Linked DNA regions of Mus musculus: regions 1, 2, 3 and 5 are each linked to region 4. A link is a contact called in public Hi-C and promoter capture Hi-C data. All regions are on one chromosome and are shown on one strand. Each heading gives the region's core, a stretch centred on a gene start, on an enhancer-like site or on the middle of the called end of the contact. The rest is flanking DNA. Distances are from core to core; before and after follow the strand shown.

Region 1 (2,700 bases), core at 81-2,580, 2.7 Mb after region 4:
AGGCTGTATCGAAAAGACCTAAGCCGTTCTGACAGTTTCAAAACCCCTAAGAGGTAAGACAAGATAAAAGTCCTCACTCACCCAGTGAGACAACATTTCCGTAATTCTCCTGCATCACATCCCTGTAAAGATCTCTCTGTGTAGGATCCAGAGGTCTCCATTCTTCCCGAGTGAGGTACATGGCCATATCTTCAAATGTCACAGGGGCCTGAAATCACACAACGCTTCCTCACTACTTGGTATCTAGGAGTTTAGAACCAGCTTTTCTTCTTGAAATTAGAGACATGGTTAGAAATGTCGAGAAGGCAGTGGCATTAAGTCTCATCTGTAGAGTCCGAAGGAAAAAAAAAATAATAAAGAAAGAAGAAAAAAAGACATGTGGTCAAAAGACAGGGGCAATCTACTAGCTTCCCGCTCAGGCCGTCCCTGCCCACTTTGGACCCTTACATACAAGGCTCTCCTTTTCTTAGACCAGTGAAATTCTCGTCTTTATGGCCCAGTTCTAGAGCCAACTGCTGTTCTGTTTCTCCCCACCCTTTATCACTCTTCGCTCCATCCTTGGACACCACATCTAGAATTAACCACTCCTCGACTTACTATTTCCCACACCACAATACGTCCTTGCTCAGGCCAACAGAATACTTACCATATCGCATCCAGGTTAACCGGACACACCGTTCTCCCTACAGATTGTTGGCAAGAAGGGTACCACCCATCTTGTTTGGTTTTATTCTCCTCAGTATTTAGTCTTACAGTGGGTGTTCTATATATGCTTGTATATGGTTATATTAGCCAACTCGAAGCCCGTATACTAAGCAGAATAGCAAAATGAGCTTATCCCAGGGAATTTCCTATAGGGGTTTGCAGACGGGGAAACACCGGGCAAGATGGGTAAGCAGAGCCCTCGGGGCTTACCTGAGTCCCAGACATGAGCAGGGTGGCTGCCATCTCGGGCTCAAGCGTTCGTCTCCTGGGAGAGAGAGAGCAGGAAAACCAGCTAGCAGACAACGTTGAAGGAGGCGAAAAGCAGGACGTGAGGCGCGGCAAGAGGCCCTGCCCACTACTCCCTAGGGCTGGAGTTCTGGTCGCAGGGTATGAGGGGAAGGCCCAGGACTGGTCACTCTCCTCTCTGACTCCCGAAGAGTCACCCACTCTCCGTGTCTCGGTTAATATCGAGTACGTGCAACGTTAGGGTAGGAGAGGGCAGGCACTGGCTGGGTGCCCCCTAGGCTGGGGGGTCAGGCCGATGCAATTCAAGGGAGGAGGCTTTCAACCCAGCCCATAGAACGCCTCTGCTCTGCCATCTCCGGGCTGGGACCTTTCCGGCAGCAATCCCAGCCAATCAGCGAAAAGAAATCGTAAAATATCTGACCAATCAGAAGCCAAACCATCAGCCCTCCTCCTGCGGCGTGGCCGGGTAGCTCCATCACGCGTGCGCGCACCTCGCGGCCTGACGGGACTTGGAGTTTCACTCTGGCGTACAAAGGCCACTTAGCAGCCAAGAGCAGGGGAGGGAAAAGAACAAAAGGGAAGAGACAGGACCGCGACCTTCAAGACCAGTGAGAATACCCCCACACATACTTTTTTCTCGGAAACCACAGCACGACTCAGCAAAGGAAGCGTCTGTGTTTTTTTTTTTTTCTCATGGCCCTACGACCATCTTTGAGTCATATATTATCCGCGAGGTTAGATTGAGTGTGGAAGCTCGGGCTGACCTCAGCTGAGATCACCCCTCATTTGACAGCCCAGGCCAGAGCGGGAAAAGGCTTCTTTTCCCTCCCTTGGGAGACTCCCTGGCCGGGATGGAACTTTGGGCCCCGCCCACGGACTCCCAACACCGCCTGAAGCTCTCGCTTTCTGGATACTGAGAACTACAACTCCCAGTAGGCCTTCCGGCAGTCACAACCCACCCCAGACTACATATCCCACGAGGCCTCGCGTCCCCTGTCCGGTGCTGGAGTGCTGTCCGCGGCCCGGCCCAGGGTGTTCCAACGTTAACCCTGTAGGGAGCGTCTCGAGCTCTTTTATAGAGACGGAGCTCAAGTGCACCCATCTAAGTCGCCAAAACATTGAAATCAGAAGCGGGGGGGTGGGGTAGGGTGTGTAGGGAAATAGCTGGCCCTGGAGTGGGAGACTCAGGGACTTGGTACTCTTGAGGGTGTCTCTGCTGAAAGGAATCTTGGAGACCTCCCAACATCATGAAAACCTTAGGCCTGCGACAACCTGGAGTCCTAAGGATGCTAGTAGTCTCTGTTTCAAAGAAATCACAAAACCAGATTAGGACAGAACGGACAGGCTTACCTCCTGGTCTGTGGTCGCTGGCTCCTCAGAGATCTAAAGAGGCCTGACGTTCAGAAAGGTTCTAGATATCACCAGCAGATTCCAGAGATCTCAGGGCCATGAATAGAAATCCGAATCCATGGATTAACAGGCAAAGGGCAGGGTTTGGTTGTAGGATGAGCACAAAGCTTCAAGACTGCAGAGACTGTTCTATAGCTCCGGGAAACAACAATCTCATAAACAGATCTCCGAGGCCACAACAGCTGGCCAAGAAACATCAGCGTTGGCTATGCTGCATTCACTCAGAATCCTCCAAATGGAAGGACTTGTAGCCTTTCCTTTCCCTAGCGGGGATGAAGGAATTAGACAATGGAAGGCGAGGGCTAAGCAAAACAGGGATTCTGTGTGGGGAAGAGCTCC
Region 2 (2,700 bases), core at 159-2,658, 2.0 Mb before region 4:
AGTCAGCTCTCCTAGAGGACATGAGTTTGCTTTTCAGCATTCACAACCTTCTGTAATCCCCTCAAAGCCACACACACACATACACACACAAACATTTTAAAAACAAATCTTTAAAAGATTAAATAATATAATGCAAAGATTGCACCGGGTGTGGTGGCACATGCCTTTAATCCCAGCACTGGGGAGGCAGAGGCAGGCGGATTTCTGAGTTCGAGGCCAGCCTGGTCTACAAAGTGAGTTCCAGAACAGCCAGGGCTACAGAGAGAAACCCTATCTCAAAAAACAAAACAACAACAACAACAACAACAACAAAATTACAATATAGCTCCAGTAGAGCAAAAGGTCCAGGTTTGACACCCTTCTCAGCACTCAGCCAGAAACCCAAACACAAAGCCCAAGAAAAGGCAGGCCAAGAATGAAAGACCAACATAAAGACACGCATGGCAGAGACGAGGCTTGAGCCCAGTTCCCAGCCCTGGGGCAGCCACACCAGCACCGTAGAGCTGAGGGGTGGGAGTCAAAGCCATTTGGGAACCTCTTATTTCCTGCGGAAGACCCAGCTTCCGGCTGCTAATCTATCAGTGGCCCAGGGCACCAGCATCTACTTCTGGTGGCTCCCCCATGGCCATGAGCTCATGGCTTCCCTCAAGCTGGGAGGGTGTGCGCCTAGGAGGTCTTTATGTAGATTCTAGGTGCTATGCTAGACGCTAGAGACTTTGCTCAAGTGCAGAGTCAGGGGTCTGGTGCATAAGGGGAAGACGTTGTTCTTATCACAAGTTGAATTGTAGCCCCCTATTGTTTTCCATTCCTCACCTAAGACACTGTCGGATGGAAGTTGGGGACTGGGCTAGACAGAGACATGCTAGCACCCGGAGGTTAGCAGACCATCTGCATCTGGTGGGATTTTGGTTTCAGCCTAAGACACTCATTCTGGCATGGGGGGGGGGCATGCAGGATATGGTCCTTGGATGTGGCCACTGGCAAGCTTTCTGTGTAGGTCAGGAGTGCATTTGTGCCTCGGCAGAGAGCTGGCTTCCCTAATCCTGTTCATGTAGCACATATGGGTGCTGCACAGAGGACCCACGGCGGTGCACCGCGTCCATCACTGGGACCTGTCACTCAGGGTCGAATGCATTCAGAGGGGATGGGGAGGGCAGGAACCCCCGGCCCTAGGGTGAGCGCAGCGGCAACCTAAATCTGTCTCTGGGGGCCTGGGGATGAGACCCGAAGGGAGGGCCGGGCCGCCGCTCACCTGCGCTCATTTCGGCTCCTCGCGCTCATCGCCGGCCGCTGTGGCCCGCGGCCTGGGCTCGGCGTGCGAGGCCCCGGGGCACGGTCGGGGGGCGCCGGTTGCGGCGATCCGCGGAGGGGCCGGGCTGGGCAGCACCTGCAAGACGCGACGGCGACTGGAACTGTGCCGCAGTCTGCGGCCGTCAAGCCCCGCCCCTCCACGGCGCCTGCGTCCGTCGCTGCCGCGCGGGCTGCCGGGACTTGTAGTTCCCAGTCTGGCCTCTGTCCGGAGCTCGCTGAGATCTTGATGCTGTGGGCAGCGTGGGTGGAGGCGCGAGTCGGGGGATGGGGAGAGGAGGGAAGAGATGGGAAGCAAGGGAATGTGGACGGGACAGTCCCCAGACAAAAGAGATAGACGGAAAAGGACAGGCTGCGAGACAGGTAGGCAGACATACAGGCAGACAGAGGGCGATGCTGGGAAGACACAAGTGGACCGGCTTGACAGAAAGGGGCGGGGGGGGGGGCACCAGGCAGACAACAGACAAAGAGGTAGAGAGGTGACAGACAAACAAACAGAAAGGAACGTTGGGACACCCCATTGGAACAGCCTCCATATAGAACAACAATAATACAGGAAACAGGCGGACAGACAAACATCAAATAGGCAGGCAGAGTGGGAGGGAGAGGTTGGAAGACACAGGTGGGACAGTCTCCAGACAGAACAGACAAACGGAAAACCGATATGCTGGGAGACAGGACAGACAAAAAGACAGGCACACGGATAGGCTGCTGGCAGACAAACAGGGGGGCCATACTGGGAGACAGAGGTGGAAGAGGAGAAAGTGTCCTGTCCGCGACCACAGCCTCAGGCGCACCCCTCAGCACTGCACCTTACGCGTGCAGGTTCAAGCCTGCCCCTGTCTCTTCCAGGCTGTGTGACTGTAGATGTGTAAGCTAACCTCCCTGGGTCTCCTTTTCTTCAAAACAAAACAAAACAGCACTATTAATTCTAATTGTGTGTGTGTGTGTGTGTGTGTGTGTGTGTGTGTGTGTGTGTGTGTGTGTGTGTGTGGTGGTGGTGGTGGTGCATGTATGCACAATAGCACATCAGAGAACAGTCTTCAAGAGTCAGTCATATTCTTTCTGTGGGTGCCTAGGAATTGACCTTAAGTCCCCAGCAAACACCTTTACCCCCTGAGCCATATTACTGGGTTTGGACCTATTTTTTTTTTTTAAATTTTATTTCTTTTCACGTGCCTTGGTGTTTGACTGCATGCGTGTCTGTGTGAGGGTGTTGGATCCTCTGGAACTGGCGTTACAGGCAGCTATGAGCTGCCATGTGGGTGCTGGGAATTGAACCCAGGATCTTTGGAAGAGCCACTCATGCTCTTTTTTTTTTTTTTTTTTTGGTTTTTCGATACAGGGTTTCTCTGTATCTTCTTGGCTGTCCTGGAACTCACTTTGTAGACC
Region 3 (2,700 bases), core at 43-2,542, 2.2 Mb before region 4:
CCATGTGAAGCCATTCTTGCTCCATGAAAAGGCCACCCGGCATCAAACATCTTCTCTACCCTAAAGAAATGAAACTAAAGACTCTCAATTACTACCACTTAAACAACAACAAAAAAGTTCCGAGAAAAATAAATAAATAACAAAAATAATCGAGTGTTGCCTCCGGCAAGTGAAACCCAGTAATGTGTCTGTCTGGTTCTGTATCTTAGATCCATCGGAACGCTGCCACTGTAAAGTCCAAACGCTTTGGCAACTGAGAAACGAAACATGGCTTTTCCTACTAAAACTCCGAGGATCCAACAGACAAAGCAACCGGCTTATTCCAAAGGTTTCCAACCAACTCCAGCATCTCAAGTTTTCTCAGCTGAAGCTACCAGGCTCTCTCACCTAATTGTGGTTTTCTTGATTTACAAACTCGTTGCCACCCTCCACGGACAATTCTCACCGGGGCAAGCCTTCTTCAGTCACAACGTGGACTGCTGTCTCCAGCCAGGAGAGCTGCAGTTCCCACTAAGAGAACACTCAGACGGCTAGGGGTCAGGGAAGGAACTGCTTGTGTTTTATTTCGTCAGCCGATTCCCCAAAAAAATCATCTCTTGGGCAGCTGCAGCTTCTGAGACGCCCGCCGGCCCCCTCGCCGCAGCCCCAATTCAGGAGGGCAGCAAGCGGGCTCCCGCTCTTCACCGAGGACTTCAGGGTTTCAGGGGGCGGGGTGAGGCTCCATGACACCCCGAAAGCCATTCTCCACCCCCTGACCGCGCATCCTTTCCCGGCCTGGAGGAGGACCCGGACCACCCTGCTGAGGAGAGGGCACAGGTCTGCGCCCATCCCGAGAGCTGGCTGCAAAGGGGCGCACGTCCCCACCTTAGCCTGGGAAGCCGAGGATGACGACAGCAAGACCCCAGGCCCGCCAAGACCCACGCCCGCGCAGGACACGGGGCCCGCGCCGGACTCGGGGTGCCCCGGGGTCCCCGGGCATGAAGCGCAAGAGGCGTCGGCGCCTGGCCGCGGCCCCGCACCGGGAGAGGCCTCACCTGGCCCAGACCGCTCCGCGCTCTCGGTTTCGCGTCTCCGGCGACGGTGGCGAAGGAGCCAGGGCCGGGGCCAGAGCACAGCCGCTCTGCCTCAGGCCGGTGCTTGCTGTGCTCGGGGGATCTTCACCGCTGGCGGAACCCGGGGTCGCCCGGAGCCGCCATCTTCCTCCACTCAAACGCCGCCGCGGCTACCACCGCCGCCGCCGCCGTCCCTGATGCCACCGCCGCTGCTGCTCAGACCGGGAGACGACAGCGCGCAGTGCGCATGCGCTGAGGCGGGGCGCGGAGGAAGCGCGCGCGCGCGCACACACGTCAGCGTGACCGGCCTTCCGCGCGGCGGCCGCTGGGCGGCGCCATATTGAGAAGGGCCGAGGGCGCGGAGCTTTCTAGGACTCTTATCAGGATCGGCGCGGCTGAGCGCTGGTATCTGAGCTGTTTTTCCGATTGTTTGATAGTGCAGACTTAGATTAAGGCACTTGTGCCCCCAGGTACCCACGGGTTGAGCGTAGAGAAAGGGCAATGGGGAACGGAAGTGCCTTTTAGATATCCCCAGGGAGAGGAAGCTCCCGGCGTTGGAGCCTCTGGAAACTGTAGCAGCAGCTATGTTGCTACCAACTTTAAAAAAAAAAAAAAAAAAGAGGAAACCCAGTCTCAAAACTCCCGGTGTAGAGCGGAGCCTGGGAGGAAACAAGCCTGTGTGTTTCTCTGTGCTTCCCAGTGTGGCCATCACCGAGGAGTGGGGTCCCGCTCCCACAAAAGAGTCTCACTTCAAGAAAGCTGTGTGTAGGTGAGAACCTTCTAGAACCCATCCCTGCAGATGTGGTTTAAGGAAATGCCAGACATAGAGAGCTCAAGCTCTTGTGCAATTGGAGCATTCTGAGACATCAAGCGAATAGCCCTGGGATAAAGTAGACCTAGGCTTGTATAGCCCGTGAGACGTGGTACTAGGTCAAAAGTACCACGAGGCTTGGTGACACTCCTTTAAGTCCAGTTATGCAGGAGGTTTAAGGGCGAGAATTGCTTGATCCAGGAGTTTGAATCTACTTTGAGGAACCTCAATCTAAAAAAAACATTTATGTTCCTCATATAAACATTAGAAAAAACTCTGGCACGCAGTAAGTGAGAAACTAAGAAATTCCATTGCCCTGGCATGGTGGTTGACTATTAATCCCAGCACTTGGGAAGCAGAGGTAAGTAGATTTCTGAGTTCAAGGCCAGCATGGTCTACATAATGAGACCCTGTCTCAAAGAAAAAGAGAAAGAAGTCTTGGCTTGCAAAATGGCTCAGCAGGTAAGGGTGCTTCCCCCAAGCTTGAAGACCCGAGTTCAATGCCTAGAACCTACATGATGGAGGGAGAAAACCAATGCCAACTCCCACAGTTTCCACCCTGATCTTCATTCTCAAACAATGACACTTGTGAACATACATACAGTAAATATTGCGTGTGCCTGAGCATATCTTGTGCACCACGTGTGTGGGTGCCCTTAGAGGCTAGTAGAGGGTGTCAGATCCCCTGGAACTGGAATTATAGGCAGTTGTGACCCTACCACCGCCATGTGGGTGCTAGGGATTGAACCTGGGTGGTCCTGCAAGAGCAGTACATGTCTTGACCGTCTCTCCAGCCCTGTAATCTAAGTTATAACATGTTCTAAGAACTCACGCTAG
Region 4 (2,700 bases), core at 163-2,662:
ATCCATGATCCTCTTGTGTTATAAGGAAATGAAGGTTCAGGGTGACACCCAAGGTGACACAGAGAGGAAGTGGCAGAGCCAGGCTCAAGTTCCTTGAGGGCATCTTTTAAGTCCAGGGGAGTGGGAAACTGAGGCTGGAAGCAGCATCTTCGGTGATGCCCAGAGGTTCAGGCGGTTTGGTAGGGTTCTAACTAGGAGGATGGGGCCCTGGGTTCCTTCCTGACTTCTCAAACATACTGGGTAATTGGGGATTTTGGTGGCCTTGTCTTTCTGCCTAGCTGATTCACCCTGAGGAGTCTTCACTACTGTGTCTTCAGAGCCTACACGATGACACATAGTAGGTGCTCAATAAATATACCCCGTGAGTGGCGTCCTGGGAAGCCCTACAGGGGTGTGTTCCCTCCTACTTGAAGGCAGCAGTGGCCTCAGGATCAAACCTGCAGATTTAGCCAGCCCCAGCTTCTACTCTGGGTCACCCCTGGCAAGGACAAGGACATCATGGAGGCCAGTTTTGAACCTAACACTGGGTCAAACTCTGAAGTCAGCTCACCCTAGTTAACCTCTTTGCTCTGACTGCCTGGTCCTGGCCAAAATCATCCCATTGTTCCCAGACTCAGTTTTCCCGGATGTAAAAACCTGTAATGTGAAATGTCCCCTACTCTGTAAAAACCCGCAGCGGGGCGAGAAGCCACGCCCCCGTCACAGCAGGAAGGGGCCGGGCCTTTCCGGGACTCTAGGGCTTCCCAGGCCTCGGGGAACTGAGTCTGGAGACACAGAGGGTGGGAGTGGGTGCCTGGAGCTCCCAGTACGCAGGGGGCGTCCAGTGACCCTGCGTGACCTTGAGCAAGGTCCTTTCTTCCCTTCAAACCCAGCGACCGGTGCCCTGGGCTGTGCTGGCAGGCGGGGGCCGCTGGCATGCTCGTTGGCATCAGTTTCCCCTCCAGCTACTCAGGAGTCCCGAGAGCACTTCCGGGTTCGGAAGCGCAGTGGAGGCGGCGTGGGGACGATCGGGGCTCCCCGCGGGCTTACCTGGAGGCGGCAGCGACGGATGGGACGACGGCAGAACTTCTGGCAGCCCCGCAGCTCCCGCCCTGGCGCTCCCCGCCTGTTCTCTCCCTGGCCCAGCCGCCCCACACCGGCCCGGGCCGGTCCCGCCTGCGCAGCCCTAGGGCCCGGGCCTTCCGGGCTGGGCCGGGCGCACCGCCACCTAAGCCACCAAAGCCATCGCCCGGGTGCTGGCCTTGGGACGGGACCCGCACTTCTGTGTCTCCCGCTCCCCAGGAAGCGAGAGCGCGGGGCACAGGAGGGGTCTGCAGAGAGTGCTCACCAGGGGCTGGGCTGGCATGAGGGGAGTTCGAGCAGACACTTGAAGGGGAAGCTTCCAAATTTTGCCGCCACACTTGAAAAGAGCCTGTCCCAGAAGGTGCCTCCCCCTCCTGTGCACACTGCTCGGTGAAATTTGCAACACCCACGCCTTCTGATCGTTCTTTCACTTTCTCTAATGCTCGCCAGTCGTTGCACCCGTGGCTCTTCCGTCCCACGGGCCTCCGTTTTGGGGTTCCATTCCTGTTAGACTAGCCACCCACTCAGCTCTAGTCTTTGAACAAGTATTTGCTGAGCACCTACTACGTGCCAGCAAGGTTATGGATTAGCACACCAGGCCTTCGGGCCCATATTTTAATCGTAGTATTTAACACTGAAGTTGATTGTTTTCCTGTTTGCCAATTTATAATCTGGGTATCCCACACTAGAACTTAAAGACCCCAAGAATGGAAGGGGGGGTTGTCTCCCATGCCTCATCCTCCGCTCTCCTCATTTGGGAGCCGGCTCTTGGTTGCCCAGGCAACCTGTGAAATTTCATCACACCTAATCTACAGGTGAGGAAGTAGGTGGCCATCCTGGTCAGGGCTGGAATCTGAGTCACCATGACCTCTGACGTCGTTGCTCTTTCCCCTGGAGAAGATAGGCTGGAGTTGGAAATGGAAAAAGTTCTCGAGCGGACAGATGAGACGTGCGGCATTCCAGCAGGGAGCCTTATGACTCAGGATCCGACTGGAACGCTAGAGGGCCTCCATCACCTGATCTCTCTATCGGCCAATCAGGACCTAGAAGAGCTAGGAGGTTATTGTAGGTCAAAAAAGGACAGTTGTGGAGGGTTGAAGGATTCTAGCTGAGATTCTGGGCATCACTAAGTTGGGGAAATAACCATACCAAGGTGGCACGCTCCCCCCGCCCCCCGCAAATATCATGGAATTTTAAAAGATCCTATTGTTGTCTATGAGGAATGGAGGATTGGAGTGACCAGAGGCCACCGATTAAGAAGCGGTCCTGAGCTGAAGTAGCCAGCCTCAGCCTGAGCAACTAACTACCTTAGCCTTTCAGATGTGAGACAGCTGCCGTTTTTTTTTTTTTTTTAATTTCAGCATAAGTTGATTTTAGTAAGTTCTTGATATTAAAAAAAAATAAATGTAACTCTGAAAGTTAAAAAAAAACGGTCATTCTCTAATGGAAAACAGAATCACAATGGATAAAGAAAATCAATATGGAAAATAGTTTTAGAAAAGAAGACATACTCAAAACAAAGTGATCGCTTAGGTGGGGTTTGGGGACAGTAAAGACGCAGGGAGAACACTGCGAGTGACTCCTCTGCTTTTAGTCCATAGCCACATATCAATATTGATTTTTTAAAAAAATCTTGTC
Region 5 (2,700 bases), core at 170-2,669, 2.4 Mb after region 4:
CAAAACCCTGTAACAGGGCCCCAAATCTTAGTAGGCTGAAAGATCTTACCACAGTTAACTCAATGGTGGAAATACCATTTAAGCTGTAAAACTTAACACATAGACAGTACCACCTGCCAAAACTAAAACAAAGGCTTAATCCATTTAAGTCCGTAGTTTTGGGAAATGGACTGACCTTGCTTTTTGGCTTCTGTAGTTCTGCTTCTGGCTAACTGAAGCTTTTAAAAAAGTTTTATTTATTATTTCTAAGTACACTGTAGCTGTCTTCAGACACACCGGAAGAGGGCATCAGATCCCATTACAGATGGTTGTGAGCCACCATGTAGTTGCTGGGAATTGAACTCAGGACCTCTGAAAGAGCAGTCACTTCTCTTAACCACTGAGCCATCTCTCCAGCCCCCCATCTCCCCAGGCCCCAAGTAAATACTTTCTATTGGCTTAAACCCATGCCTGCATTCTTCTCTGGTGAATATCTCATAGCCCCCCAACATCCTATACATCTCAACATCTCATGAATAAAACACCCACATTCACAACATTAGAAAGAACTGACCAAGCCGGGCAGTGGTGGCACATGCCTTTAATCTCAGCACTTGGGAGGCAGAGGCAGAGGCAGGTGGATTTCTGAGTTAGAGGCCAGTCTGGCCTACAAAGTGAGTTCCAGGACAGGCTGGGCTATACAGAGAAACCCTGTCTCGGAAAAACCAATCCCCCACCCCCCTCCCCAAAAAAGAAAAAAAGAAAAGAAAGAACTGACCTAGGTTGAAGAAGTGTTATGCGCCTGGAGATGAGAGGCATGGAGGAGGAGGCATGGTGGCGAGCATGTGCAGCCTCAAGAAAGAAAATAAACACGGCTTGGAGGCAAGAGCGAGTCCACTTTGACTCAAACCAGAAATTCCTCATTTCTCTCTATTTTATTACCGTGGAAATTCGTGCACTCTTTATTTCCCCACAGTCCAAGCAGGGCCATTATGAAGCTAGTTTCCCTAGCTCTAGGGATAACTCGGGGCCATATACATTCTGGGCCAGTGCTCTAAAGGTTGAGTTACAGAGCACAGGATAATTAAGTGATCATTAATTAAGTTGTACTTCAGAGTGTTCCCCTGTCTCAATTAGGTAGTAAGCCCTCTGAAAGCCGGAATTCCATAATCCACCCCTTGTCCTGCAGGGAGAGTGAATGTTATTAGTTGAAGTGACTAGTGTATGGGGTGAATATTGAGAGTCCTTGATGAAAACGGTCGGGCTCAGAACCCGAAGTCAGGCGGATATGCTGGGTCGCACTCCCAATCGCAGGGGGCGCTCTAGGTCAGCCTCGCGATCGGAGCTGCGGCGCCGCTCTAGCCTCCAGGACGTCGCTCTCTGGTCTTGAGCCGGGGACAAGCGGCTGCTTTTTTGTCCTGGTGCGGCGGGAGCGCGCAGGGCGCGTGCGCACGCGGGGGTGTTTGGCTTCGCACGGAGCGTGAGAGGTGCGGGGCGGAGAGGCGCGAGGCGGCTGCGGACCCACGGAGCGGCAGACCGATCGGCCCCTGCGGCCCGCGGCGGCCAGGCGGCCCGAGATGTTGTCTGGGAAGAAGGCGGCGGCGGCGGCAGCGGCAGCGGCGGCGGCGGCGGCTGCTGGGACCGAGGCCGGGTCCGGGGCGGCGGGCGGTGCCGAGAACGGCTCTGAGGTGGCCGCGCCGCCCGCGGGCCTGACGGGCCCCACCGACATGGCTACGGGGGCGGCGGGCGAGCGCACTCCCCGAAAGAAGGAGCCTCCGCGGGCCTCGCCGCCCGGGGGCCTAGCCGAGCCGCCGGGGTCTGCTGGGCCCCAGGCGGGGCCCACAGCCGGGCCCGGCTCCGCGACGCCCATGGAGACCGGAATAGCCGAGACCCCGGAGGGCCGACGGACCAGCCGGCGCAAGCGGGCCAAGGTGAGGCCGTGATCGAACCGCTGGTCCCGGGGACCGGAGTGGGGCCGGGGGAGGGGAGGCCCGGCCTTTGTGCGGGGACCCGGTGTATCGGGCGCTGGAGGGTGTGACCCTGATGGTCTGACTGGGAAAGATGGCTTCCCGACGCGTTTGTCTACCTGTGTGTCTGATGTGTGCGGACGGCGGACGGCTTCTGGGTTGTGTACACCGGGGAGATGGGTGTGATGCTCTAAGAGTCAAGCTGCATGAAAAGAAAGAGACTTTTTCTTTGTTTTTGAAAGGTCTTGCTGTACGCCAGGTACGCGTAGACTCTTATTTCTTTCTTTCTTTTTTTTAAAGATAAAATAATAAAATATACAAAAACCAATCGTTTATTGTGCGTGTGCGAGTTGGGGTCATAGGATAGCTCGCCTGAGTCCTTCCTGTCTTTCCGCCATGCTAAGGAATCGAACTGAGGTTGTCAGGCCTGGAGGCCAGCGCTTTCTTGGGGCCCGGGTAGACTTTTTCAAATTGTGGAAGCGAATGAAGAATACCAGTTGGACACGGGGCGAATATAAAGATAAAGATTTGGCATCAAATCCAACACTATCCACAGATAACCTCTGTCTCACACCCCAGTATGCCAGATGGTGCATTTGGCACAGGGCCAGCGTTTTTCGTTTTCCCAAACACCACTGGACTGGTATTGTTAGCTTCATTTTAAGAATGAGTAAAAAGAGGTTTGCAGTTTCAGAGTTTGGTGTTTTGACAAGGTGTAATTCGATATTGAAACAAACAAACAAACAAACAAACA

The links. Hi-C and Micro-C count contacts between places; a contact is called where the count stands out from the background. Capture Hi-C pulls out chosen DNA fragments and counts their contacts.
Region 1: a promoter capture Hi-C map of adipose tissue shows a contact between it and region 4, with 3 times the contacts expected there. The contact joins the promoter of Zfp46 here to the promoter of Tmco4 in region 4. A contact is called at or near these places in 1 of 39 promoter capture datasets (liver) and 2 of 9 other capture datasets (adipose tissue and liver).
Region 2: a contact with region 4 is called in a Hi-C map of B cells, with 6 read pairs. The contact joins the promoter of Atp13a2 here to the promoter of Tmco4 in region 4. A contact is called at or near these places in 1 of 484 Hi-C or Micro-C datasets (B cells) and 1 of 115 datasets of contacts at active chromatin or transcription factors (embryonic stem cells).
Region 3: a contact with region 4 is called in a promoter capture Hi-C map of adipose tissue, with 3 times the contacts expected there. The contact joins the promoter of Fbxo42 here to the promoter of Tmco4 in region 4. A contact is called at or near these places in 3 of 39 promoter capture datasets (liver and pre-B cells) and 1 of 9 other capture datasets (adipose tissue).
Region 5: a Hi-C map of B cells shows a contact between it and region 4, with 5 read pairs. The contact joins the promoter of Kdm1a here to the promoter of Tmco4 in region 4. A contact is called at or near these places in 2 of 39 promoter capture datasets (liver and pre-B cells), 1 of 484 Hi-C or Micro-C datasets (B cells) and 1 of 115 datasets of contacts at active chromatin or transcription factors (embryonic stem cells).

Annotation. Positions count from the first base shown.
Region 1 is chr4:136,284,697-136,287,396 of GRCm38.p6, reverse strand. Zfp46 (zinc finger protein 46) reads right to left here and starts at 1,330. Exons shown (of 3, transcript NM_009557.4): 1 at 916-1,330; 2 at 82-325. The coding sequence starts at 187.
Region 2 is chr4:140,985,629-140,988,328 of GRCm38.p6, reverse strand. Atp13a2 (ATPase type 13A2) reads right to left here and starts at 1,408. Exons shown (of 29, transcript NM_029097.3): 1 at 1,253-1,408. The coding sequence starts at 1,262.
Region 3 is chr4:141,146,514-141,149,213 of GRCm38.p6, reverse strand. Fbxo42 (F-box protein 42) reads right to left here and starts at 1,292. Exons shown (of 10, transcript NM_172518.3): 1 at 1,035-1,292.
Region 4 is chr4:138,971,617-138,974,316 of GRCm38.p6, reverse strand. Tmco4 (transmembrane and coiled-coil domains 4) reads right to left here and starts at 1,412. Exons shown (of 17, transcript NM_029857.3): 1 at 1,030-1,412.
Region 5 is chr4:136,601,442-136,604,141 of GRCm38.p6, reverse strand. Kdm1a (lysine (K)-specific demethylase 1A) reads left to right here and starts at 1,419. Exons shown (of 20, transcript NM_001347221.1): 1 at 1,419-1,910. The coding sequence starts at 1,557.